Regions from separate parts of the Mus musculus genome. Here regions 2, 3, 4 and 5 are each linked to region 1. Evidence: chromatin contacts called from public Hi-C and promoter capture Hi-C data. All regions are on one chromosome and are shown on one strand. Each heading gives the region's core, a stretch centred on a gene start, on an enhancer-like site or on the middle of the called end of the contact. The rest is flanking DNA. Distances are from core to core; before and after follow the strand shown.

Region 1 (4,631 bases), core at 932-3,431:
CTCAAATCCCAACTCTGCTGAAATGTCTGTGAATTCTTACTTAACTTCTCTAAGTATCAAATTGTTTGGGGGAAAAAAAACTCAACTTCTCTATTAAATAGAAACAGTTGTGGGAGCTAGTGAAAATTCTATATTACAGAATATGAATTCGTAAATGTTTAAAATATCAATTTATACACATGAAATTTCCTCACTCATAAGAATGTGTACAAAGTATTTAGAGGTGATGTACCTACCAGCTCAAATTCCATAAAATTAACACAAGAAGATACAGCAAGCAGTTAACAGTTGAAACTGAAAGATTATCACTTATTTTTAGTTTCCTACTTAAAAGTTTGAGGGGCTATGCTAGGCAGTGGTGGCCCATCCCTTTAATCCCAGCACTTGGGAGGCAGAGGCAGGTGGATTTCTGAGAAAAAAAAAAATAACAAATACACAACACTGTTAACAGTAAATACTATGCTCAAAAAAGTTCCTCAAATTACCTTAACAACCCAAAAAAATCCCAGTTCGAAATGGTTAATGAGTAACTGCTATATACAAACACAAATCTTAAGGTGGGGCAGTGCTGGTTTACACTTTTTTTTTTTTTGGTTTTTCAAGACAAGGTTTCTCTGTGTAGCCCTGGCTGTCCTGGAACTCACTCTGTAGACCAGGCTGGCTTTGAACTCAGAAATCCGCCTGCCTCTGCCTCCCAAGTGCTGGGATTAAAGGCATGCACCACCACCATCCGGCTGGTTTACACTTTTAATCCCAGTGCTCGGGGAAGCAGAAGCAGGCAGATCTGAGTTCGAGGCCAGGCTAGTCTAAACTGAGTTTCAAGGCAACCAAGGCTACACAGAGAAACCCTGTCTCAAAAAACAAAAACACAAATCTTGAGATCAGACTGAAATGTACATATGCTTATAAAAGCCTTGAAGGTAAATGCCAGTAAATCCAAGGAGAAAAAAAGCCTTCAAAAGCTTGCAATAGGAAGATAGTGCTACAATAAGTTAAAACGTGCATGCTACTTAAAAGTCTTTGCCTGAAAGTTAAAAAAAAAAAAAAAAAAAAAACAGCAAACCCGGCAGTGGTAACAGACGCCTTTAATTACAATACTAGAGGCAGAGATAAAAGGATATCTTAGTTCGAAGCCAGCCTAGACTACAATGAGCTCCGGGAAAAAAAAAAAAAAAAGAGCAACGTAAGATAAACAAAAAACGAGTCATTTGTTCCTCAAAAACTACTACTAGACACACCGCAAGAGTATTTCCTCATCAAATGTTAAAACCACAGCAGTAAGAGGAAACGGACCGACACTTTCTAGGAACAGAAGACAAAGTATGGCAAATGCCCTTGAAAGCCCAACAAACAACTAAAAGCCCTCGGAATAAGCGCTGGGGAAACCTGGCAGGCAACCTTAGGTCAGACTCTGGGCGTCTGGACACCCACATACCTCTCTCCCCGTCCCCTCGCTACTGCATTGTACAAGTGGGAGGGGTTCCCGCCGAGCTCCGCCCCCTCCCCGGTCGGAGAGCCGGGAGGGTGCAAGTGGGAGGTGGCACGGAGCCGACCGAGGGAAAAGCCCGCCCAGGTGACTGAGGCTGGAGGCGGGGACACCGTTCCTGAAGGGGTCCGCCGGGCGGCATGGGAAAGAAGATGCCCCTCGTCCCGTGAGGGACAGAGACTTGGAGTGGAAGAGAGAGATTCAAAGAGCACCTCCTTTAGGTAGAGGCGAGCATCCCCTGCCCTCCACACCCCGGCGGAAGAGTTACTCTAAAGAGGCTTCTTTACAGGACGGGAGGAAGGAGCCGGAGGCCCCGCCCCCGGGCCCGGGCCCGGGCTCGGAAGGAGAGCCTCGTCAGGCCCCGGGCCCAGCCGCCTCGGTGGGCTCGCCCAGCCCCTCGCCGCCCGCAGCCGAAGCAGGTGCCGCCCCTCCCCCCAGCGCGGCGCCCACTCTCCCGCCCAGCGGGCCGCGCGCTCGCTCTCCTCGTGCCCCTGCCAGAGAGCCGGCCCCTTCCTAACCCCGCTCACCTTCGCGAGCGGCTCCGCCGCTTCTCCCCCCGACCCCTCCAGCGGCCACGGTTCTCACACACTGCCTCTGGTCCCGCACTCACTCTCCCTCACTCACTCACACACACACATATACACACACACAGCGCGACCACGGCTCCTGAGCGGCCCACATATTATGCGTCACTCGCAGGCTACGTACTGGTCGCGCGCGCACTCAGCGCGCGCGGGTGTGTAACGTTGGCGCGAGGCTCCGGAGCGGGGAAGGGGGAGGAGCCGAGGGACATCAAAGCGCTCCTGGGAAATGAAGTTTCCGCGTTTAAGGGCGGGGGAGGGATGATGGCGCTAGACCTACCATTAAGCACCACCTCAGCGCATTGACTTCTGGGATTCGTAGTTTTCTTTAAGGCGGAAGTGAAAAGTAAAGGAAGGAATAGATCTTTCTAAAAGCCCGGGCTGCCCGAATTTACTTAATTCTACCCTGTGTCATCTAAGGGCTCAGTAGGACACTGCCACATCAGGCTCGGAAGGATGCCAGGGTCAAAGAATGCATTTCACACAAATGTATTCAGAAACAACTGTACTCGTTAGAAATTCGTCGGTTTTCCTTTGTCTTTCTGTTAAAAACATATTCGACAGGAATCAAAAAACATCAGTTACCATGTATTATATGTGAGGCAGAAAAATGAAAGCCCTTTGGTGAAAACAACTAATCACGGAGGCCATCTAATTCAATTTATCAATTTTAGAGTTAAGGAAAATGAAACCCACAGTAAATGACTTGCCTAACTTCACAAACCAAAGGGAAGCTGCATCGGAAGGATCTGGTTTTGACCCAGCGATTCTGTGTGATAACATGGAAGATTACGATAACTCCACAATTGAGCAGAATCTTGACAAAACCTACCCAGACGTCAGGATTCATGCAACTCACTATTGTTCTTGGCATTCTGAGCGAGTTCTGTGCGTTTCCATAGAGCGATTACAGCCAATACGTTCTTGTGGAAATTATAAGACACTGTGGACCTCTTGTCATGATCAGATTCTACGGCTGTTACTAAGCCTGTATCAGAAGAGTGGTAGTGGCAGTGGCGCATGCCTTTAATCCCAGCACTTGGGAAACAGAGGCAGGCGGATCTCTGAGTTCAAGACCAGCCTGGTCTACAGAGTGAGTTCCAGGACAGCCAGGGCTACAGAGATTTCCCTCTGGAAAAAAAAAAAAAAAAAGCAGGAAGAGGAAGGGGAAGAAGAAGAGACAAAGAAAGAAAAGAAAGAAAAGCAAGCAAGCAAGCAAGCAAGCAAGCAAGCAAGCAAGCAAGCAAGCAAGCAAGCAAGCAAGAAAGAAAGAAAGAAAGAAAGAAAGAAAGAAAGAAAGAAAGAAAGAAAGAAAGAGAAAAGCAGCAGCCAGTATCTTAGGGCTTAAATCCACTACCACCCTACCCCCACCCACCTGAGCACTTCGTTCCTTCCTCACTCAATTATGTGCTTGGAGTAACAGCTGCTTGAAATACAAATTCTAGAGGGTGAATAGCAGTGCTACAGGCATATAACTTGTAATCACGCTCTTGCTACAACACAGCTTTCTCCTGTGCATCTGAAATCTTGTCTCTTGAGCTATAATGACCATTATTTATTTAGACTCTATAGCAGACTTGAATCAAATGGTTTTTTTTTTAAGATTTATTTATTTTATGTGAGTAGCCTGTCACTCTCTTCAGACACACCAGGAGAGAGCATCAGATCCCATTACAGATGGTTGTGAGCCACTATGTGGTTGCTGGGAATTGAACTCAGGACCTCTGGAAGAGCAGTCAGTGCTCTTACCTGCTCAGCCACCTCTCCATCCCTAAATCAAATGTTTTAATTACACTCATTATTCTCAACACCAGGGCAGATAAGGCTAGCCAACTTTATGGAGGAGAAATCAAAAGTAGTAATGTTGAATGAAGAGTTTCGCTGGGCATGGTGTCACATGCCTTTAATCCCAGCACATGTGAGGCAGAGGCAGGTGGATCTCTGAGTTAGAGGCCAGCCTGGTGTACACATTGAGTTCCAGGATAGCCAGAGCTACATTTAGATAGATAATGCCTCAAAACAGACAGACAGACAAAAAAAGATACAGATTTGGGGGCTGGAGAGAGCCTAACATGAAAGAGCATTGGCTGCTCTTCAGAGGACCAGGATTTGATTCCCAGTACCCAAATGGTTTCACAACCACCTGGAAATTCAGTTCCAGGGGATCAGACGCCCTCTTCTGGCCTCTGGGCATCATACATGCATGGAGTGCACCTACATAAATGCAAGTACAACACTTGTATACATAAATAAATCTTTAATTTTTTTTTCAAGACAGAGCCTCGATATCCAGCTCCAGCTGTCCCGTACTCCCCTGTGTAGACCAGCTCTGGCACTGAAATCACAGACATTCCCCTGCCTCTGCATTCCAAGTGCTGCAAATAAAGGCGTGTACCACTGTGACCAGCTACATTTTTATCTTAAAAAAGAGAGTTCACAACACCTAAAATACTATTTCAGGCAGCTTTCCTGCCATATCTTCTTGGGCTATAAGCCCAAAATGTAGAGGGATGGCTCCTCCAGGTATCCTCAATCCCTTGGATACCTTACCTCTTCCTGTGGTC
Region 2 (4,631 bases), core at 1,331-3,830, 750 kb before region 1:
CTGGGAACAGGGTGGGGGTGCCCTTCTTCCCTCTTGGGTCCAGGGACAAAGCTGCTATGCTTAGGAGATAAGCTATACTCAGTGTGTACACCCAGGTGGGGGGCAGAAGCCAAAGTATACACTCTTCATCAGCCCTGGAAGGCCGGGTGGGTCTCCCTTACCATACTTGAAGCGTCTTCCGAGTCGCCCCAGAAGATGACGCCAGCTGAGCCCAGGGCGGCACTCTCACCGATGGTAGAGATAAGGTCCACCTGTGTGGGGAGGGATGGTTCCTGAGCAAGACTGGCACCAGACGGTGTCGCAGGAGACTCAGAACAGACCTGCTCTAACCTGCTGACCTTAGGACAGTTCTAGACAGGCAGAGGCCGCTCTGCCCATTTCTATCCTCACCTTGGACCTTAGTCTCCAAGGCCAAGAGCCCACGCATGAACCCACAAAGTCAAAGGTTACACATTCTGACCCCAAAGTCAGGATGCCTGGTTTAGTTCTGTGCACTTTTCATGGACTTGCTACAGGCTCCTGGCTACCTCTCAGCATCTCTGGGCCTCGGTCTTATCTACAGAATGGGGGTGACATCACCCTTCCACAAGACTAAAACAGATATGGAACAGTACTTCTGGTCCCCGATAACACAAGCATGCAGTGGCTCCCGGAGGAAGGGAGAACACGTACCTGGCTCAGTCCCGTGAGTCCTCGGGTGTATGTGGGACGCGTGAAGACGTACACGGGGAGGGCGTGGTTGGCATGGTGGGTGTGAGCCACTCGAAGGGCCTCCCGAACACGGAAACTGACAAAGTTGCGGCTGTGTACGGAGGACGCCAGTGTCTCGTCCAGGTACACAGAGGGAAAGAGAGCCGTGCTCTCAGCCCAGAGCCAGGCCAGCTGGTCGTTCCGTGCCACCTCCACATCGGGACAGCGGCCCGTGTAGCTCTCCCAGTTCTGTACATAATCGTGATTGTAGCAGTCAGGAAAGAGGTAGAAGCCCCACAGGTGCTGGGGTCTGACTGCCTTGACGTAACGGAGAGTGTTCAACATGAACTGCCGAGCGGCGAACTCAAACTCGTACTGGGCCTGCTTCATTACTCTGTCTGATGGCCAGTCAGGGTGCCGACTGGCCACCAGCTGGCGTGAAGACTGTCGGTAAACATCTTTCTCCTGCCAGTTTCGAACCCATACAGGCCGCCATTCCTCCCAGTCAATGACTGCCAGCCCCCCAGGCTCCTGGGTCTGGATGTAGCGTTCCACAGATTCCTTCAGCATGGGCAGGTGTGCACAGAGGCTGCCGTTCTGAGGCACACCGCCATGCACAGATGTCCCGGCTGCATCAAAACGTGGATACAGGCCTAGACGGTCGTAGTAGAAGGTGGTGATATTCTGGTTGAAAAAACCCTCATTCGGTGTAGCCTTCACATCGAAGGCCCTAAGGTCCAGTGGCACTTTGTGGCGTGGGGCACATTCTTGTGTGGGCACGTTCCATGCTACCACAAAGGGTCGGCCAGTGAAGATGGGCGGCGCTGTGGGCTTAAGCTCCCCGGCCCATGCTACCTCCAGCACTAGGGCCAGTGTGATGATGGGACCTAGTCCTGCCCGCATGCTGGGGGCTACAGGAAGTGTTACCTGCCTGGTAGCAGCTCAGGAACTGAAGAAAGTGTGAGAGAGAACAAGTCAGTCTAGCAAATTCCAGAGATGTGTACGCACCTTCATCCCACATAAACTCCCCAAACCCATACTGTGCGGCACACCATGCTCCTGCTCAGATGGCCGAGGCTGTAACAGGTTTGGGAGATAGCAGGATGCTGATGGGTAGGCAAAAGACCTTAGGGAATTTACCGAAACCACAGAGCTCTTTCTAGAGCAGGGAGCTGCCCGTGGTTGGGCAAGAATCTCCTTTAGGTCCATGTCCTTTCTGAAAAAGGGACTGATTAGGCTACCGACTCACTGCTAGAGTCACTTACATGCCTGTATACCATACAGTAAATAGTTTTAAAACACTCTGAACACCCCATGTCCCCCACCCTCATTACGAACTCAGAATTGATTCTGAGAAGAGACAGCATTTGGGGCACAACGCATACAGAAGCTGGGAAGCTGTTAGGTACACTGCAGAGGAACTGGTATCTGTGCAATGTGCGCCAAGCAGAAGAGCAAGAACGTCAGGACTTAGTCTCGGGCACCGACACTCTTAGGATAGGAGGAGGCGCCCCGGGGACAAAGGGGCAGCGGACTTCCCACCGCGGTGCTCGCCGACCTGCCCTTCCCACCACAGCCACCAAGAATCTGTGTGAGCACTTCGCGACCGGCCCACACCCTCACCTCCCAGCACAAGGGGTCCCGGGTAAAGAGTATTCCACTCCGGTCTTTGTGCGGGACCCCGCCCCCGCCCCGCACGTGGGGCCAGAGTTCAGCCGGGTGGGGGTGGGGTTCCTGGGTCACTTATGAGGGCGCCCCTAGAGATTCAGAGCCCATCTCACAGGAAGAGAGTCACCAGGCTTGCGACGCCCGCCCTCACCTCGAACCAGGCGCCACCAGGACCCACGCCAGGGCCGCCGCCATCCTGGTACCAACCAAGCCCGATCCGGCCCTTCGCCCAAGCACTGCCCCAGCTCGAGCCTCTGTTGGCTCCGCCCCGAGGCCCGCGGGCCCTTTAAGAATCCTGCCTCGGAGGTGGGTGGATGGCAGAATTTACGGCCTCGTAGGGAGGGTGTGTTTCTCTTCCTTTTTGCCAGTGCTGCGTTTCGAGTTCGAGGACCCTTAGATCTTCTGTAGAGGAACATAGTTATGTATCTGAGATTGAATACCTCCTGGAATGGGGATTCCCGCTGGTTTTAGCCACCAGAGCTAACCAGCCTGAGATATTACCCCCACAATCTGTCGTCAGTGGAACAATCCACTCTTTGCAGCTGGCCTCTTAAAGGGATAGAACATTGGATGGGGCGGGCGCGAGCGGAATGAGGGGGTAGTGGTGGTAATGGCATTTGAAATAAAAGCTTATAGCTGAAGCCTTGACTGGGGGTAGCTGCGGATTCAATCCCACCTGTCTGAATATGGACTCTAGCAAAGTGGGCCCTTTGTCTAGTGTAAGAGATTTTGACACGAGTGGATCCAGAACCTCTTGGAACATTAATGACCCGCCTTCGCTGAGCCCAGGTTCCCTCCACTAGTCTGTCTGCGGTCAGAAGGAAGCCCCGCCTTTTGTTTTGCCCGTCTAGAGGAGGGGGCCTAGTACAGCTTCTGAGCCCTCCTTTGGCAAAGCAGACATAGTGGTTGTCCTGGTAACCAGGGGGGTGGGTCGCTGCCTTGCCAAAGGGATTGAAGTTCAGTCGGGCCAAAGGGGAAAGTGATCTAGCCACTTTCACCGGATCCACGCCAGGGCTTGCCAATTTACTGGATTCTCCCCGGACCAGTCTCTGCGACGAGGTGAAGGTGGGATGGTTGTCCATAGGGGTACCCACTCAACTCCAAATAAAGAGCAATTTGCCAAAGTTTCGGGCCTGACTTCGTAGAAAGGAGGCTTCAGTGTCTCCCTAGTACCCCGACTCCATATTCTGAACCTTTCTGCCTTGCAATCCCCTTCCAGTGAGGACTAGGTTTAGACCTGTACCCTCGCCTCTTAGATCTGCTCTCCAATGCACGACTCAAATCTCCGAAAGTCCGCTTCTGGCCGCCAGCCCCTTTCCCTACCGCAAGCTTGGAAGCTAGGGAGCGCCGCAGGAGTACACGCATTTATGGCAGTGCGGACTAGCTTTATGTACTACTCTGCGCTCACCTGAGTAGAGTCTCTCCAGCCAGGTTCCTTGCGCCAGCTGCTGCCCTCTGGGCAGTCTGCTGGGGATTTGATAAACCCCATTCCTTCCCACCCACTCCCTCCCGCCTCCCATCCCTGCTCTTTCTCCTCACTTCCTGCTGCCCTCCAGGCGGAAAGGGCCAGGGGGGCGGGGAGGAGAGCCCCTTGACCCTGTTTCCCTTGGTGGCTGGCTGCCCTTTGCACCCTTCCTCTCAGGAAGGTCTGCATGAGTTGTGCCAGGTGATGGGAAGGATATGGGCCTAGGAACCAAGGGCTCATCTTTCTCCAAGTTTTGCATCATCCTCAAATCCAGTAGGGTGTGAGGGGGCCCAAGTGGCTGGCTGTATTCATGGGAGTCAATTTGCTGGGTGGTTGAGCGAATGGTCCCCTAGAGCAGGTGCCAAAGAAGAAACCATCCTGCACGAGGGGAAAACGGGTGGGGTGGGGGTGGTGGGCTCTTCCAGTAGCTGAGTCAGTTTTTTTTCCATCAAGAGCAGAAGTATCCAACCTGTGACAAAGACAATGTGACAATGTGTTGATGCCTGTGGCTGTGTGATATGGGGTGGGGGGAGAATTGTGTCCCTATGGGAGAGGAAGCTCACAATACGAATTCCTGGAAGACCTCTTTGGAGGTCCAGGCAAATTTGCCTGCTCTCAAATCTACCTAAACTGACAACCCCTCACCGTCCAAGGGGCTCACCTCCCCAGTGCTAGGGAGTCCCTCTGCCAATAGAAAGCAGGGGAGCTGGGTGTATAGCCTAGGCTGTGGTCACCATTGTGTTGGCTTCACAAGGGACAAAAATCTAGGAAGCTCCAAGGGTGGGGACTACTGGGAAAACAAAGTCCA
Region 3 (4,631 bases), core at 1,531-4,030, 600 kb after region 1:
GAGATAAAGGCCCCCCTCATCCCACATGCGGCCCATACCGTTGCCGCTGAAGTCAAGAAACCTCACTGAGTTGCTGTTGAGATGTGAGGACACACGGGTATGAATGTCATTGTGTGCCAGGCTAAGGCTCTGTAGCATGGACAGATGGGTCACAAAACTGAAATTGTGGCCTATACCCTTCATGCTAAAGGGCTGGCTGTTGTAGCTCAGGTCCAGGGCCTGCAACTGTGGTAGCTCACTGAACGATTTCCAGTGGTACAAGTCCAGTTTGTTATGGGACAGGTCCAGCACCTGCAGATTAGTCAGCGGCAGGAACTGAGAGCCATTGACAGCCTGTGCAATGGAGTTGTGGCTCAGGCTAAGACACTGGAGGCGTGAGAGATTGACAAACATCTCTGGCTTGATAGTCACCAGGTTGTTCCGAGACAGGTCCATGGTGAACTTGAAGTTCTTACACCTGTCCATGAAGTTCTTAGAAGCAGGGGTGCTCAGCGGAGCTGGGTGAGGATCCGCAGACAACAGCTCCTCCTGCTCTGCATCATCTGCCTCTTCAGGGGTGGCTTCTGACAGCGTTGAAGGCCCACTGATGCGATTGTCTGACAAGTCCACAAAGCGAAGGGCTCGGAAGGTACCAAAGATGCTGAGCTGTGCCTGGTTGATGAAGTTCATTTGAAGATGCAGAGTGTGGAGTTTGGGCAGATCGGCCAGCCATCTGAGCGTGTACTTGTTGAGCAAGCGGAAGAAGATGCCGTTCATGTTCAGCTCCTGCAGTGACACCAGGTTCTTAAAGGAACTTGCCAGGTGGAGGCGGGCAAAGGATACCTTCTTGCGGTAATTGAAGGACAGGTTGAGCTTGCGCAGGCGGGTTAGGTTCTGAAAGGCATTGGTGTGGGTGATGCTTTCATAGAGAAAGTTCTCGCTTAGGTCCAGCACCGAGAGGTTGACCAGACCTTGGAACCAGGAAGAGTTCAGTGTATGGAGAGAGCTGTCCTTCAGCACCAGGCCTTCCAGATGGCTCAGGTGATGGAAGGTCTCAGGGTGCAGGTGGAGGGACTTTTGGCCACATTCTATACAGGGATTGGGGGCATGGTCACAGCGACGGCAATTCCCACCCACATCAAGTACTCGAAGGGAGGTCAGATTGGCCAGGTCTTCAGGCCCCAGCTTGACAATGAGGTTATAGGACACCAGGAGGTACTCCAGGCTGGGGGGCAGTTGGCGGGGCACCTTTGTGAGGTTGTTATACTTCAGAGACAGATGGGTGAGATTGCTCAGGCCCAGGAGGGCGCCTGGGGTCACCTTCACCGCTCCTGTGCAGGGGTTCTTGTAGTAGCAGTTCCCGTCCATGAAGAGAACGCGCAGGCTGTATAGGCCGGCGAGGCTGTTAGCATCTAGAACCAGGATGTTGGTGTGGCTCAGGCTCAGATTCACCAGGGAGCTGGGCAGTCGGGGCACAGTGGTGATACCATTATAGCTCAAGTTCAGCTCCTCCAGTGTACGCATAGCCAGGAAGGTTCTGGGCTCAATGGTCATGTGGCAAGAGAAGTGCAGGGGGCTAAGGCCAGTGGGTGGACAGTTCCACTTGAGGTTCAGCTGCCGCAGGTTGGACAGGTGGACGAAGTCAGAGTTGTGCAGGTGGTGGATACGGTTGGAGATCAAGGAGAGGCGGGTGATGTTGGAGCAGGATGCTGCCGCAGAGAAACGGGGTACAGACTTCAGGAACAGCCAATTGCAGTCCACCAGGCCATGAGGCTTCAGCTCACAGGGTAGGAAGGCAGGCAGGGTACCCAGGGCCAGAGTCTCAGCCAGCACTGCAGCCTGTACCAGGAGGGACAAGGGGTGCAGAGTCCTTCGACGGAGAACCTGTGAGAGCCAGGGCTAAATGAGCAAGTGTCTACTGTCATTGTACACTCTTCTACCCTCTCCTCCACACTGGGACTTTCTTCAGGGCTTCCAAGTCGTCTTCAAGTGTTTCCCCACTGCCCCAACAACCAGCCTCCTTCTAGCTACTCAGATCCACCATTTGGGTTTAGGCACAGCCGCTCAGAGCAAGGACACAGAACCAGGACTAGGCTGGAATCCAGGCCCCAGACTTGGAGCTTTTGCTCAGAACACAACCCGTAGCAGAGCCGAGACAGCCTCCAGCAGGCCTACTGGGGCTCTCCCACTTTCTCTTCCTCTCCTCTGGGGCCTCAGCTTTTTCCTCCTGACCACAGCAGCTGCCTGAGATCTGTACCTCCACCCCACCCCCCTGAAGCCTTGCTCCACTAGCCTCCTGGATTCTCCTTGACCAAAATGCAGGGAAGACTGAACCCTTACTGAGGTATAGGTTGGGTTCCATCTAGGCTTTGACGGCACTTGCTGGCTCTTGTTAGCCCCCATCTGACTCCCCAGTCTGACTTGAGAACCCTCAACCTGCCGAGAGGTCGAAGACTCGGAATGAGCAGTGGGTGGCAGGTCTGCAGGCCAAGTGCTACCATTAACCGAAGTCTGGGGCTTTAGCCTCCCCATCCACCCAGCAGGTTCAACTCTCTGCTCAGGGGATGGCTTTTGCTCCAATTCCCTTAGGGTTCCATGAGTGTCCCAAGGGCACAAAGTGGACAGTCCTTTCCATTGCTGTCCCTTCCCATGGTGCCCCTCCCCCCAGGGGGGCTAAGAACTGGGGTCCTACCATGTTGGGAGATGGAGGATTCTCCCGAGGCTCCCTCTGACAAACTGGGCGGCAGAGAATGATGTTCCACACCAGGGTCTCTCAGAGAATTGAGGAAGTGACACTTTCACTACAGCTTAGTAGCTACTTTGTCCCTACCCTGAAAGAGCAGGTGGTACAATGAGTCACACATCATTTGCATAGTCAGATGGCAGACAGATAACCCCCTCAACCCCTTCCTCTTTCCACTCTCCTCCCCACCCCACAATCAGCCAAAGGGTATCACATATGCCCCCCACCCCCCAAAGAGCTGTGGGAAGGAACCAAAACCCAGACTCCAGCCCAAGGTCAATGAGAAACCAGATTTTAATAGCACCAGAGCTAGGCAGAGCACTGACCCTCGTGAGGAGGGTGTCACCTCACTCTCATGCCTCAGTGCCTGTCTCATGGGTGCTCTCGGGACAGTGGCTCTCTCACCTACTCTATCCCCAGAACTCTATGGAGAGCATCTGTGAGCCAGAGGCTGGAGCCAACATCTGCTTTCCTACTACGGCAGCCTTCACATCTCTTCCAGCAATAGTATCTCCCACTCTGCATCTCCACTTCCCGAAACGCCCAGTCAGACTCCAGACCCCAGAGCACAGCAAGCTGCTGGAGCTTCTGAGGTAGGCTGCGGCTGGTCCAGCCAAGATTCTGGCTGATCTTGCTGTCATGTGACACTGTTCCTGGGGAGATGTGAGCAAGTGTGTACTCACCCAAGTGACAGACCAATGACAGACCAAAACCGAGGTACCACTGACGTCCAAGTTGGTTTACCAATGAATTTTATTGGAGTTACTGGTTGAAGTATGGATGAGGGGTTACTAAAAGGAGCAGAGATGACTCAAAGACAGCTGTATCACCAAAGCATAGGTCATGGATACTACAGAAGCTAGAAATGGAGAGCTCATGGCACAATGTATTGACAGCTCAACCTGGGGCATTGTGGGAAGTGGGGATGCAGAGTGGGAGACACTATCCCAGTTGGACAGTGAATTGTCCAGGCAAGACAGTTGGTCTGAGCCTTTTTCAGGCAGCTCAGCTGGTCTCTGCTTCTTTCAAGCTCCTCTGTGCACCTCCCTTTGTCTGAGCGTGCTTCTTAGCAGTCTCCACTGTCCATATAAGCTTAGGGAGGACCAATTGCATCTGGTCACTTTCAGGAACTTCCTGAAGCTTTTTTTCAGTTGTTTATATCCTGAGGTGTTTTTGTTTGTTTATTTGTTTCCTCAAGACTAAGTTTCTAGCCCTGGCTGTTCTGTAACTCATTCTGTAGCCTGCCTCTTGTCTCTTGCGTGCTGTGATCAAAGGTGTATGCCACACCACCCTATCTCCCTGGGGGATGGAATGGTTCACCGGTTGGAAGCACAGCCAGGAGGTCCTTGTGCCTACAGAGATCGCCAGAGGAACCAAGAACGTTAAGCACACTGGGTTGTCTTTCTCATGGGAAAGATGAAAAACCTGTTCTTCCATGCGGAAAGGTGAGGGCAGAAAGTGATTAACCTTCTGGTGATGTTGGGCCAGACCACAACAAGCTCCTACAACCAGGACCAGAGGTGGCCAGTGTTACAAAATATATAAATTGTGGTGGGAGTCAGGGAGTACTTGGCAGGCCAAGGAGAAATCATGTCACGTGACAGGCCTGATTTAAGGGAAGTTTATTGTGGGGGGAAAGGAGGGGAATGGGGACCTGGAAAGGGGGTAGAGGCAGAGAAAAGGAGGACAGTGGGGGAGTGCTGAGGTAGCAATTAGTCCTCTTTATAAGCTGTGCCTCTGCTTCGCCCGCTGCAACTGGTAGATGGCAGGTGATGGCACAAGCCTAGGTCCTTGGGAGGAGCCTAGTGGAATCTGTTAACCAACAGCGAGTAATCTAAATGACTGTTGCAGCCAGAGACCCCTCCAAGCTCCCACAACCAGGACTAGGGGTGGCTAATAGCCCAAATGA
Region 4 (4,631 bases), core at 1,016-3,515, 540 kb after region 1:
CACAGAGCCTGCATGGCTCTGTACCCAGGTCCTCTGCGGTACATACTATAGATTCCAATTTAATGTCATTATGGGATTCCTGAGTGTGTACACAAGTATGTCTCTAATACTTTTTCTAAAATGTGCATTTGGTGTTTTTCCTGCAAGTATCTCTGTGTGGGGGCGTCAGGCCCCTTGGGACTGGAGCTATAGACAGTTGTCATTATACTCTTCACATGCAAAAGGAGCTTATGGAGCCTACTGAGCCCAGCATCCAGAAGGCTGGCAGCTAGAAGCAAAGCCAAGGCTAGAAAGAGCAGCATGTCCTTGCTGTATCTGGCATCCCCACACCACGTCTCCCAGTGAGAAACTCAGCCGTCTCAGTTTAGAATCCTGAGGCCTTCTCTTACCCAAGTGCTTGGTGTTGAGACTGAAGTCCACACAGGTGACTGCATCTCGGTGGCCCTTAAAATGTCTCTCCAGTGAGGGGTCCTCCTGGAAAAAAAAAAAAAAAAAAAAAGCAAGGTCAAATGGTTATAACGAGATAACAGGTCCTCCCTGGAACTAAGACTCTTCCTATAACCAGGAGACGTTAAAAGCACTCAAATCATGATCTCGTATGTTGAAAATTCTAAGGAATCCACTATAAACTGCTAGGACAAATGAGTACAGCAAGGAAGGGTTCACGATCAGCAAACACACAACCACACAAACGATCAGACGAATCAATAAATCCACAACAAACAGATCAAATATGGGCCCAGTGTGGGGAACAAACACCTTTAATCCCAGCACTTGGGAGGCAGAGGCAGGTGGAACTGTGAGTTCAAGGCCAGCCTGGTCCACACAGTAAATTCCAAGAGAGCCAAGACCATAGTAAGTTATCTCCCTCCACCTCAAACACCAAAAATTAAAAACAAAACAAGCAAACAACAACAACAAAAAAAACAAAACGACAAAACACACACACACACACACAACCAAACCACCTGAAGAGCTCCAAGGAACCCAGCTTGGGAAAGGATATTTCTATGATACAGCGAAGCCATTGCTATTCCACAAAGCTCTACCCCAAACAAAGGTGAGGCCCAGTGCCCAGCTCCACCCCCAAGCACACCTGCAGGTTCACGCCTTTTAACAGATGGCCTGGTAGTTCAGGGGTAAGAATCAACTAAGGAGCAAGGGCTCATTCCCTCTCCTGTCCTCACCAGAGCCTCTCAGAAACACAAGGGTGAGGAAGTGTCCATCCTAGGCTCAGTGGGCAGAAGCAGATTCAGGTCTGACTCCATCAGTGACACCCCTTCCCAATGCCTTCTTCCCTGAACAGTTTCCCCTAAAATCTGCGTGGAGCTAAATGTAAACAGAATATCAAATCGGCACTCAAAAGTCTGGTTTCTATTTCTACCCAAGTCTTCTCAGGTGCATCAGGTACCACCTGGCCCTGTGGAAGCAAATTCTTATTTAAAGGACCAATTTGAAGTCCTTTTCTGGAGTGGGGGGAGGGGTCAGAATCGAGCCCTGGACACACTGCAGGCTTCCGCTATCCCAGGCATCCCGATGGCCTACTGCTTCTACTTGTTGGAAAAGGATGTCACCTCCAAAAAAGACCTGTTGCTCACAAGAGGCCAAGCTTACGAGGCTCGCCCCAGGCCACGACAAGGGTCGGGCCTTGATGGTGTCTTCCTCAATACGCCGTACATTCCAGAGGCAGAGACTTATTTCTTCGTCCTGGTGGTCTAACATCTAGCCTGGCACCTGGGGTGCTAAGTCAATGCCCGGATCCACCCCGTAACCTTGGATGAGGAGGTCACCCTAGAACCCCGCGTCACCATCCGCCTCTCTCGCGGCCATTGTTCCAACCAGTCAGGTGCTCACTATCCAGGGACTTACCTGGCTGGGAGCAGCCATAGCGGGGCTAGCGGGCTGGTAGGACCAGCTGTGCCCCAAGTGCCAGAGATAGCTGGGTCGGCAGTTGTGCCAGTTCAGTTTCCGCGCCCCCAATCGCCACCAATAGCAACGCCGGTGGCGTCGCCGCGTCCCGCCCACCGCAATTAAAGGAGAAGCGCCCTAGGTTTTTGTCCGCCGACCGGAAGTCGGGTCGTTCGATAGGCGTCAAGCTCTTGTCCTCCCGCTCTTCCAGATGAGGTGACCCGCCGAGCAGCCAAAAGCCTCAGTTCGCTGTCACACTTTCCTCCTAAGAACTTAAAAAAAAAAATCTTAGATGAAGGTTTCGGCCCTTCAGCTCTAGCTCAGGTAACGGAGCGCGCAGCCATCGGGGAAATGAAGTTCTACATAGCACTTATACCCCACAGTCTTAATAAAGGTAGAACTACATTTACCGAGATGCTCCGGGGCGGGCGGAGTTTTACCATTATGAGTGACAGGCTTAAGTATCCCGGAAGGAGGATACTGACTGGCCTTGCTCTTGGCTTAAAACGTCCGATCAAGGCGCCATGGAGAACCAGGTTATTAGCGCCTTGGGACCCCAGAATGGTTCGTTCCTGCGAATACTCCTAAGTGTCTATTTAAAAAAAAAAAAAATGGAGTCATTCAAGAGTCAGAACCATGGTGCAGAAAGACATATGTTCAATTCTTAATTCTCTACTGGGTGACCTCAGGAAAAATGCGTCTACTCCGAGGGCCTGCCTCCGCGTTTGTCTTAAGAGGGGATGTGACTGCGGCCCGTCTTGCTCGGAACTCTTTAGCCTTAAGAAGGCTTTGGGTCGTAGCCTGACCTTAGCTCCAAAAAAAAAAAAAAGGTGAAAGAAGCAATCGTCGGGCGGAACCACCAGAGGCCGTCCTTTTCCACCTTCTGCAATGAAAGCAGCCGAAGCCCAGAGTGACCTGTGCATCTGACCTGAACTGGATGTTTTGTAAGATTCAAGAACCTTCCATCCATCATCTCTCCTGGGCCGGCCAACTTGTCCATACTCAAAACACTAATTAGGATCTGGCTGTGTCCTGAGGTTTCTTACCACATGCCTAGGCTTGAAACTGTGTCCCTAAATCTGCAGGGACAGTAAACTCAGAAACTGGCGTGTGGGGGAGTGTATTTGGACCTAAAAGAATGATTCATTGGTTCAGAGTGTATATGGTTCTCCCAGAGGACGAAAGTTCTATTCCCAGCTCCCATGTCAGATGGTTTACAACTGCCTGGAACTCCAGTTCTGAGGCAGTTCAACACCTCTTGTCTCCTGAGGCACACACACACACACCATTAAAAATAATTCTTTTAGTGTTTTGATGAGAGATACAGGATCTATATCTGATCCTATTTTAACTATGTTGGCATAGAATTGGTACCTTGACATTAGAAATGTTTAAGCTAATTTAACATAGGCAAGGTGAAAGTCTCAAGACAAAAATAGGTGCTCACAAATTCCCAGCCTTCCCATAAACAGTTTTCAGTTTTTCTCTTGTCAATAAGTGTGTCACGAGCACCCCATGCCAGAAACATGATGGTCACGTTTGTATATTCCTACAATGTCAAAATGAATTGCCTCTCAGGAAATTCCCAAGCTGTAGCAGTTTGCTGCTTTTCCAGATAAGGTCTCTCTATGTGGTCCTAGCGTTCCTTCCTCTGGCAGCCACAGACTTTTTATTTTTACTTTTTTAGGAATGTCATATGTAGGAATGTTTTGCCTACCTGTATGTATATGTACCATACTTATGTCTGATGTCTTATGAAGACGCCGGATCCCCTGGAACTGGCGTTGCAAACAGTTGTGAGCTGTCACGTGGGTGCTGGGTCTGAAACCCAGTCCCAAGTAACCTTAAACCAGCCCCACTAATCTTTTTCTGTTGCCTTGCTTTTTTTCTTTTCTTTCTTTTTTTTAAGAATATTGTGGGGTAGCCACCAGAGGAGACTGCTAAGACACGGATTTAAGCCAATAAAAAGTCTTTATTAGCCAGCCAGCAACTACACTGGGTGTTGTTCAAGATCCCATTGTAGCCGCAAGGCTTTCTCAGGGTGAGCTTTTAAGCATAAAATGTTCTGGGGGACTGGAGAGATGGCTCAGTGGTTAAGAGCACTGACTGCTCTTCCGGAGGTCCTGAGTTCAAATCCCAGCGACCACATGGTGTGTCACAACCATCTGTAACAAGACCTGATTCCCTCTTCTGGTGTCTGAAGACAGCTACAGTATATACATATAATACATAAATACATATAATAAATAAAATAAATCTTTTAAAAAAAAACATGTTCTAGATTGACATACTTAACATGAACAATTAGTCAGAAGAGAAACCACAGAAGTCCAAAAGCAAGGTTAGTACATTTAGAGAGTTTCCCATATCTCTGGACTTTGACGAATTAGGTAATTGTTTTAGTTTTGGCAGGCGGTGCTATCCATGTGCTGAGTTTTACAGCCTGAATGGTATTTCGGCAGTTGTGGGGTTTCATGTAGGCTGGCCTTCAGATCACTGCATTAGCCGAAGAAAGCTTTGAACTTCAGATGATCCTGCCTCCGTTCTGGAAATACAGGCTTATACCATCTTGTTTGGTTTACACAGTGGTGGGGATTTATGCATGCTAGGCAAAGCAAGGTCCCATCTGATCTATAACTCTAGTTACATGATTCCAATCTTAATTGCTAACATTGTTTCCAGATCTCTTACCTTTACATAATAAGGTACATGGAAATATGTGT
Region 5 (4,631 bases), core at 1,579-4,078, 530 kb before region 1:
AGTACACTGTAGCTGTCTTCAGACACACCAGAAGAGGGAGTCAGATCTCGTTACGGATGGTTGTGAGCCACCATGTGGTTGCTGGGATTTGAACTCCAGACCTTTGGAAGAACAGTCGGGTGCTCTTACCCACTGAGCCATCTCACCAGCCCCGGTAAATCTCTTAAATGTCTCAAAATCTGGTGTCCTTGGCTTCCTTCAGCAAATGAATCTTTCAGTGAATGCCAGGTAGGCAGGGTTTGGCCCACTTTGTGACTCTCTGGGTCCTGCAGTCTGAAGGCAGGAGAGTAGAGGGGGATCTGCTGGACCCTGACCAAGAGAGAAAGGGTGGCAGCATGGGTAGGGGGAGGTGAGAGGGGCATTCAGGGCATAGAGGTAAGGGGTTCACGCTCTAGTTGGTGGCAGTGCAGTGCCAGTTCATGAGAGAGAATGGTCGGGGTTGAGGAGAGCAGAGGAGAGGAGAGGAGAGGAGAGGAGAGGAGAGGAGAGGAGAGGAGAGGAGAGGAGAGGAGAGGAGAGGAGAGGAGAGGAGAGGAGATTATGGGAGGAAAGAAGTGGGGAGGGGAAGGGAGGAGACAGGGGAGGGTGGGGAGAGGGGGGAGATCAAAGGACAAGGCTAGAAGACAACTCTTGCTTGGGCCAACCCAAAGGACTTGTCTGATGCTGTCAGTGCCTGGAGCTGCCAGCAGGTGGCATCATAGTTGCTATGAAAAATTATAAGGTAGATTGGACTCTGCGTCCCTGCTGGGGACCTGTCAGGCTCCAGAACCCCCACTTCTAGACCTTATCTGTCTGGAATTTCCCAGCCCAGCTGGAAGACTTAGACTCCCAGTCTGTGGTCAGGATCTCTTGTGCAGTGCAGGTAGGTGACCCTCTGCCTCCCGGATGGGACAAGCATGCAGAATCTCGAAAATTAAGGGTGACTGGGATCACCACACCCTTCCCTACTCCTGGATCAAGTACTCTGGGGCCAGAGTTGCCAGCCGCCAATACCTACCCCATGCCCTTGAGTTGAGGGGCGCTGTGGATATTTGTGGGTTTCCCCATTGTAGGTGAGGCTTCTCCTCTGAGCCAACTTTCCAGGCATAAACTCCGACTCTTTTCTGACCTGCTGCTCAATGCCTTTTTGTGCTCATCTGGGTCAAGGGGAGTTGGCTTTCTATTTGATGGGGCAGGAGGTGTCAGTCTGATCAGAAAATGTCCTGGGGAGTAAGAAGCCGGCAGCCTTCCCGGGTATCAGCTCTACCAAGAGCCAGGCATTCCCAAGCCGTCCCCCTGCCATCCTGCTTCCCGGCTGTGTGGCTCTGGATCGGTCCCCGTGCCTCTCTGACAAAGGAGCAGAAGGACAGGGTGGATGGACAGACATGGAGTGTAGCAGGTGCTATGCATCGGGCTGGAGGTTGGGTGCAGGACATGAGAAGTTACTCTCAGGTACTATGCCTGGCTCCTTTTTTCCCCTCTTCCCCTCCTCAATTTTGTCTTCCTCCTTGTTTTGGTTTTAGATAGGCTTTTCCTATGATGGAGTTCAGCTGGGTCTCGAACTCACAATCCTACTGTCTGTGCCTCTAAAATGCTGGGGTGGCAGACAGACACATCATGCTCGGCTTCCCTTTGCCTTGTTTTAGTCAAAATCGAGAACCTATTGGCTGGGTCAAAGATGAAAAGCCAGGTGAGTCTGGAAGAGAAAGGCTGAGGGTCCTGAGGGATCATAAGAGCAGTCGGGTGAGGGGTGACCAGGGGAAGTCATTGTGAGGGTGACCTGTACCAGGATTGGGTGTTTTCCTGTCCTCCCCTTCCAGGTCACAAGGCAGCCCCCTGAGTTGTGACATCCAGCAGGATCATAGCCATGGCAAGACACAGATTCCAGCCCCACCAGTGCAGGCAGCTGGACTCTGGGCCTTCATCCAACCTTCAGCCTTTGCCTAAGCCTGTCTTCTGCCCTCCTGGGTCATGTCAGATGGGTGCCTGGGTACCAAGCAGACAGGTTTCCATCTATTCTCACCATCTTGACTCCTCTAGGCTCATAGGTGCCAGGCCTCTAAGATGATTTTGCTAAGTCCCCTTCCTTGGACAGCTTCTGAGGGGTTAGCTCTCATCTCCAGCTTTAGATCTAAGGGGCTCCAGGATCCAGAAAAAAAGCTTTAAATTGTATGACTGCAGAAGTTCGTCCCCAGGCTGTGGATGAGGGACCTACTGTGCTGGGTTTCCAGCTGCCTCTGAGATGGGAAAGCCTGAGTGGTCACCACAAGGGAATCTGTCTGGACTGTGAGATCTTCTGGGTACCACGGAGCTTGCTAGGAGAGAGAGCTAACTTCCACGGGATTTCTTGGGAAAAGTCATAGGCTGGCCAGAGCCATACCCACATCCTGGCCAGCAAGCAGAAAGAGAAAGTGACTGGGCATGTATGTCTCTGTGCCTTCTCTAGGCAGCCTCCCCTGACTAAAACTTTGGAAGCAGCTCTGGTCAGTACCCTTTCTCTAAGCCAGCAGAGTGGGTCCTGAAAGGCAGGCTGTCCCTCACATGTCAGACACACAGAAAATGCTTGCTTCAGCCTGTGCTCTCTGAGTGAGGTCTGGAAGAAAGGATGCCACATGTCAATAACTCTTGTGTCAGGATCTGAGAGCTCCCCTCCCTACTCCCCCACCCCCACCCCCCACCGCATCCCACTGCACTATAAACAGGCTGACTGAAGAAGTGCTCGTAGAAGCACCCAGATGGACTGAAGGAAGCAGTGTGTGTGTGTGTGTGTGTGTGTGTGTAGCTTTGCAAAATAGAACCTAGCCCAAATCTCAGCCTCTGGGACAATCAAGGTGGGTGGTAAGAGGGATGTCTGGAGCACTGTGATGTCAGACCTGAACTCTCAGAGGAATCTTGAGGCCTGCCAGTCACCTGATAGACCAAAGCACCTGGTGCCAGGGAGAATGGAAGAGGCAGTGGGTGCCTGGCCCAGGGACCCTCCTGTCTTGCTCTGGGCCAGGCCAAGCCTCTGATGGAGAGGTCTAGGCTGGAGATCATGTGGTGATGTGCGTGGGAGCCTCAAGAAACATCTCCCAGAACAGAGAGCTTGGTACCCAATATTCTCAGCGGGGTGCGGCAGGAGGCAAGAGAGAGGAGAGAGTCCCAGCCTCTCTCCAAGCTTTCTACCTACCAGGTAAGAGAAAGTCAGCCTCTCTCCAAGCTCACCACCCTCCAGGCAGATTCTCGGTCTTTTTCAAACCCTCCACAGCCCTAGAACTGGCCTGTTTACATTTCTGACCACTTTGGGTAATGTTTGCTGTTGTCACCTTTTAGGCCACTGTGAGGATCTGTGTCTCCCCTATGTGGATCCACCAGGAAATATTATTTAGAAGGTTCATTTGTCTGGCGGAACTCGGAATCCAGGGGCCAGTGAGAAGCTTAATGGGCTCCGGGACTCACTAGTGACATCATCAGCATCCTGGACCCCCTCCTGCCCTGCTAGCCCCCCTGCACATTCTAGAAACTACACACGGTGGGGGACACTAGGGAGGACGTCCTCCTGTGACCGATTCTCTCTGCTTCCAAGCTAGTAGGAGTTCAAGCTGTCTGGAGGTTGCAACTAAATATAAGGACTAAGCTATGCTGGGTATTTTTATGCCAACTTGACACAAGTTAGAGTCATTTAGGAAGAAAGACCCTCAGTTGAGAAGACCCCCCATCCCTTTGGTTGGTAGACAAGCCTGTGGTGCAGTTTCCTGATTGGTAATTGATTTGGGAAGGCCCAGGTCACTGTGGGTAGTGCTACTCCTGGGCAGGTGGTCCTGGGGTGTATAAGAAAGCCGTTGAGTAAGCCATGAGGAGCAAGTCAGTAAGCAGCACCCTATATGGTGCCTCTGTACCGACTCCTGCATCCAAGCTCCTGCCATGACTTCTTTCAGTGATGGGCTACAATGTGAAACTGTAAACTGAAATCAAATCCTTTCCTCCTCGCCAAGTTGTTTATGGTCCTGGTGTTTCACCATAGCAACAGAAACCCTAAGACACTAGCCCAGGCGGTAACTTACTGATCAGAGCTAGCCTGAGCCATCAGAGATAGAATCCCTAGCCTTGGAGAAAGACCACCCCTCCCAGCTTCCCCTGCCTGCAGGTTCCAGCTTCTCAATGCCAGATATAATATAGAAACCAGACTTCTGGGGGACCTCAAAGGGCTCTAGCTTCCCACCTCCTACTGGTCCCTGTTTGACATACAGGGATCTCAGGTCTGCTGTTCAGGGGTCCAACCAAGTTCCAAGGATGTCACGTTCCTAGATGTACCGTGAGAATTGAGAAGTGCAAACTGGGATGGTCTGAGAAGCAGGCTGTTTAATGCACAGTCCTGTGCCTGGAGCAGGGGCTAGGGGAGGAAACTGTCTTCTCAGGTAAGTCTCAGCACCTTTGACTCCTACCCAGTTTGTAATGCCTCTCTTGAATGAAGGCTCTAGCATTCACTGGGCTTTGCTCTTGGATTCTTGAAAAAAAAATTTATTTGTTCTTTGTAAAATCATCTGTATGCACAGGATTGTACACACACAAGTGGACATGCCTCTGGAGGCAGGAAGAGTGGTCCTCTGGAGCTGGAGATACAGGGGTTGTGATCCACCTGACATGGATGTCTTCTGCCAGAGCACTACATG

What was found. Promoter capture Hi-C pulls out the DNA fragments that hold promoters and counts their contacts. Hi-C and Micro-C count contacts between places; a contact is called where the count stands out from the background.
Region 2: a promoter capture Hi-C map of erythroid cells shows a contact between it and region 1, with 35 times the contacts expected there. The contact joins the promoter of Hyal2 here to the promoter of Dcaf1 in region 1. A contact is called at or near these places in 5 of 39 promoter capture datasets (the C10 cell line, the HPC-7 cell line, cranial neural crest and 2 more), 1 of 484 Hi-C or Micro-C datasets (B cells), 2 of 115 datasets of contacts at active chromatin or transcription factors (astrocytes and bone marrow-derived macrophages) and 1 of 9 other capture datasets (pancreatic islet).
Region 3: a Hi-C map of B cells shows a contact between it and region 1, with 9 read pairs. The contact joins the promoter of Tlr9 here to the promoter of Dcaf1 in region 1. A contact is called at or near these places in 2 of 39 promoter capture datasets (erythroid cells and frontonasal cranial neural crest) and 1 of 484 Hi-C or Micro-C datasets (B cells).
Region 4: a contact with region 1 is called in a promoter capture Hi-C map of erythroid cells, with 27 times the contacts expected there. The contact joins the promoter of Poc1a here to the promoter of Dcaf1 in region 1. A contact is called at or near these places in 3 of 39 promoter capture datasets (cranial neural crest, erythroid cells and pre-B cells) and 1 of 9 other capture datasets (pancreatic islet).
Region 5: a promoter capture Hi-C map of pre-B cells shows a contact between it and region 1, with 5 times the contacts expected there. The contact joins the promoter of 4930429P21Rik here to the promoter of Dcaf1 in region 1. A contact is called at or near these places in 6 of 39 promoter capture datasets (frontonasal cranial neural crest, hippocampal neurons, liver and 2 more), 3 of 484 Hi-C or Micro-C datasets (CD8 T cells, muscle stem cells and rod photoreceptor), 2 of 115 datasets of contacts at active chromatin or transcription factors (craniofacial prominence and pro-B cells) and 4 of 9 other capture datasets (adipose tissue, embryonic stem cells, liver and 1 more).

The regions. Positions count from the first base shown.
Region 1 is chr9:106,819,474-106,824,104 of GRCm38.p6, reverse strand. Dcaf1 (DDB1 and CUL4 associated factor 1) reads right to left here and starts at 2,181. Exons shown (of 24, transcript NM_001373930.1): 1 at 2,014-2,181.
Region 2 is chr9:107,567,112-107,571,742 of GRCm38.p6, reverse strand. It overlaps Hyal2 (hyaluronoglucosaminidase 2), which reads right to left and starts at 2,580. Exons shown (of 4, transcript NM_010489.2): 1 at 2,510-2,580; 2 at 673-1,639; 3 at 162-251. The coding sequence starts at 1,593.
Region 3 is chr9:106,220,747-106,225,377 of GRCm38.p6, reverse strand. It overlaps Tlr9 (toll-like receptor 9), which reads right to left and starts at 2,780. Exons shown (of 2, transcript NM_031178.2): 1 at 2,672-2,780; 2 at 1-1,863. The coding sequence starts at 2,674.
Region 4 is chr9:106,278,695-106,283,325 of GRCm38.p6, reverse strand. It overlaps Poc1a (POC1 centriolar protein A), which reads right to left and starts at 2,265. Exons shown (of 11, transcript NM_027354.2): 1 at 1,870-2,265; 2 at 390-474. The coding sequence starts at 1,887.
Region 5 is chr9:107,352,255-107,356,885 of GRCm38.p6, reverse strand. It overlaps 4930429P21Rik (a long non-coding RNA gene), which reads left to right and starts at 2,828. Exons shown (of 5, transcript XR_003948243.1): 1 at 2,828-3,151.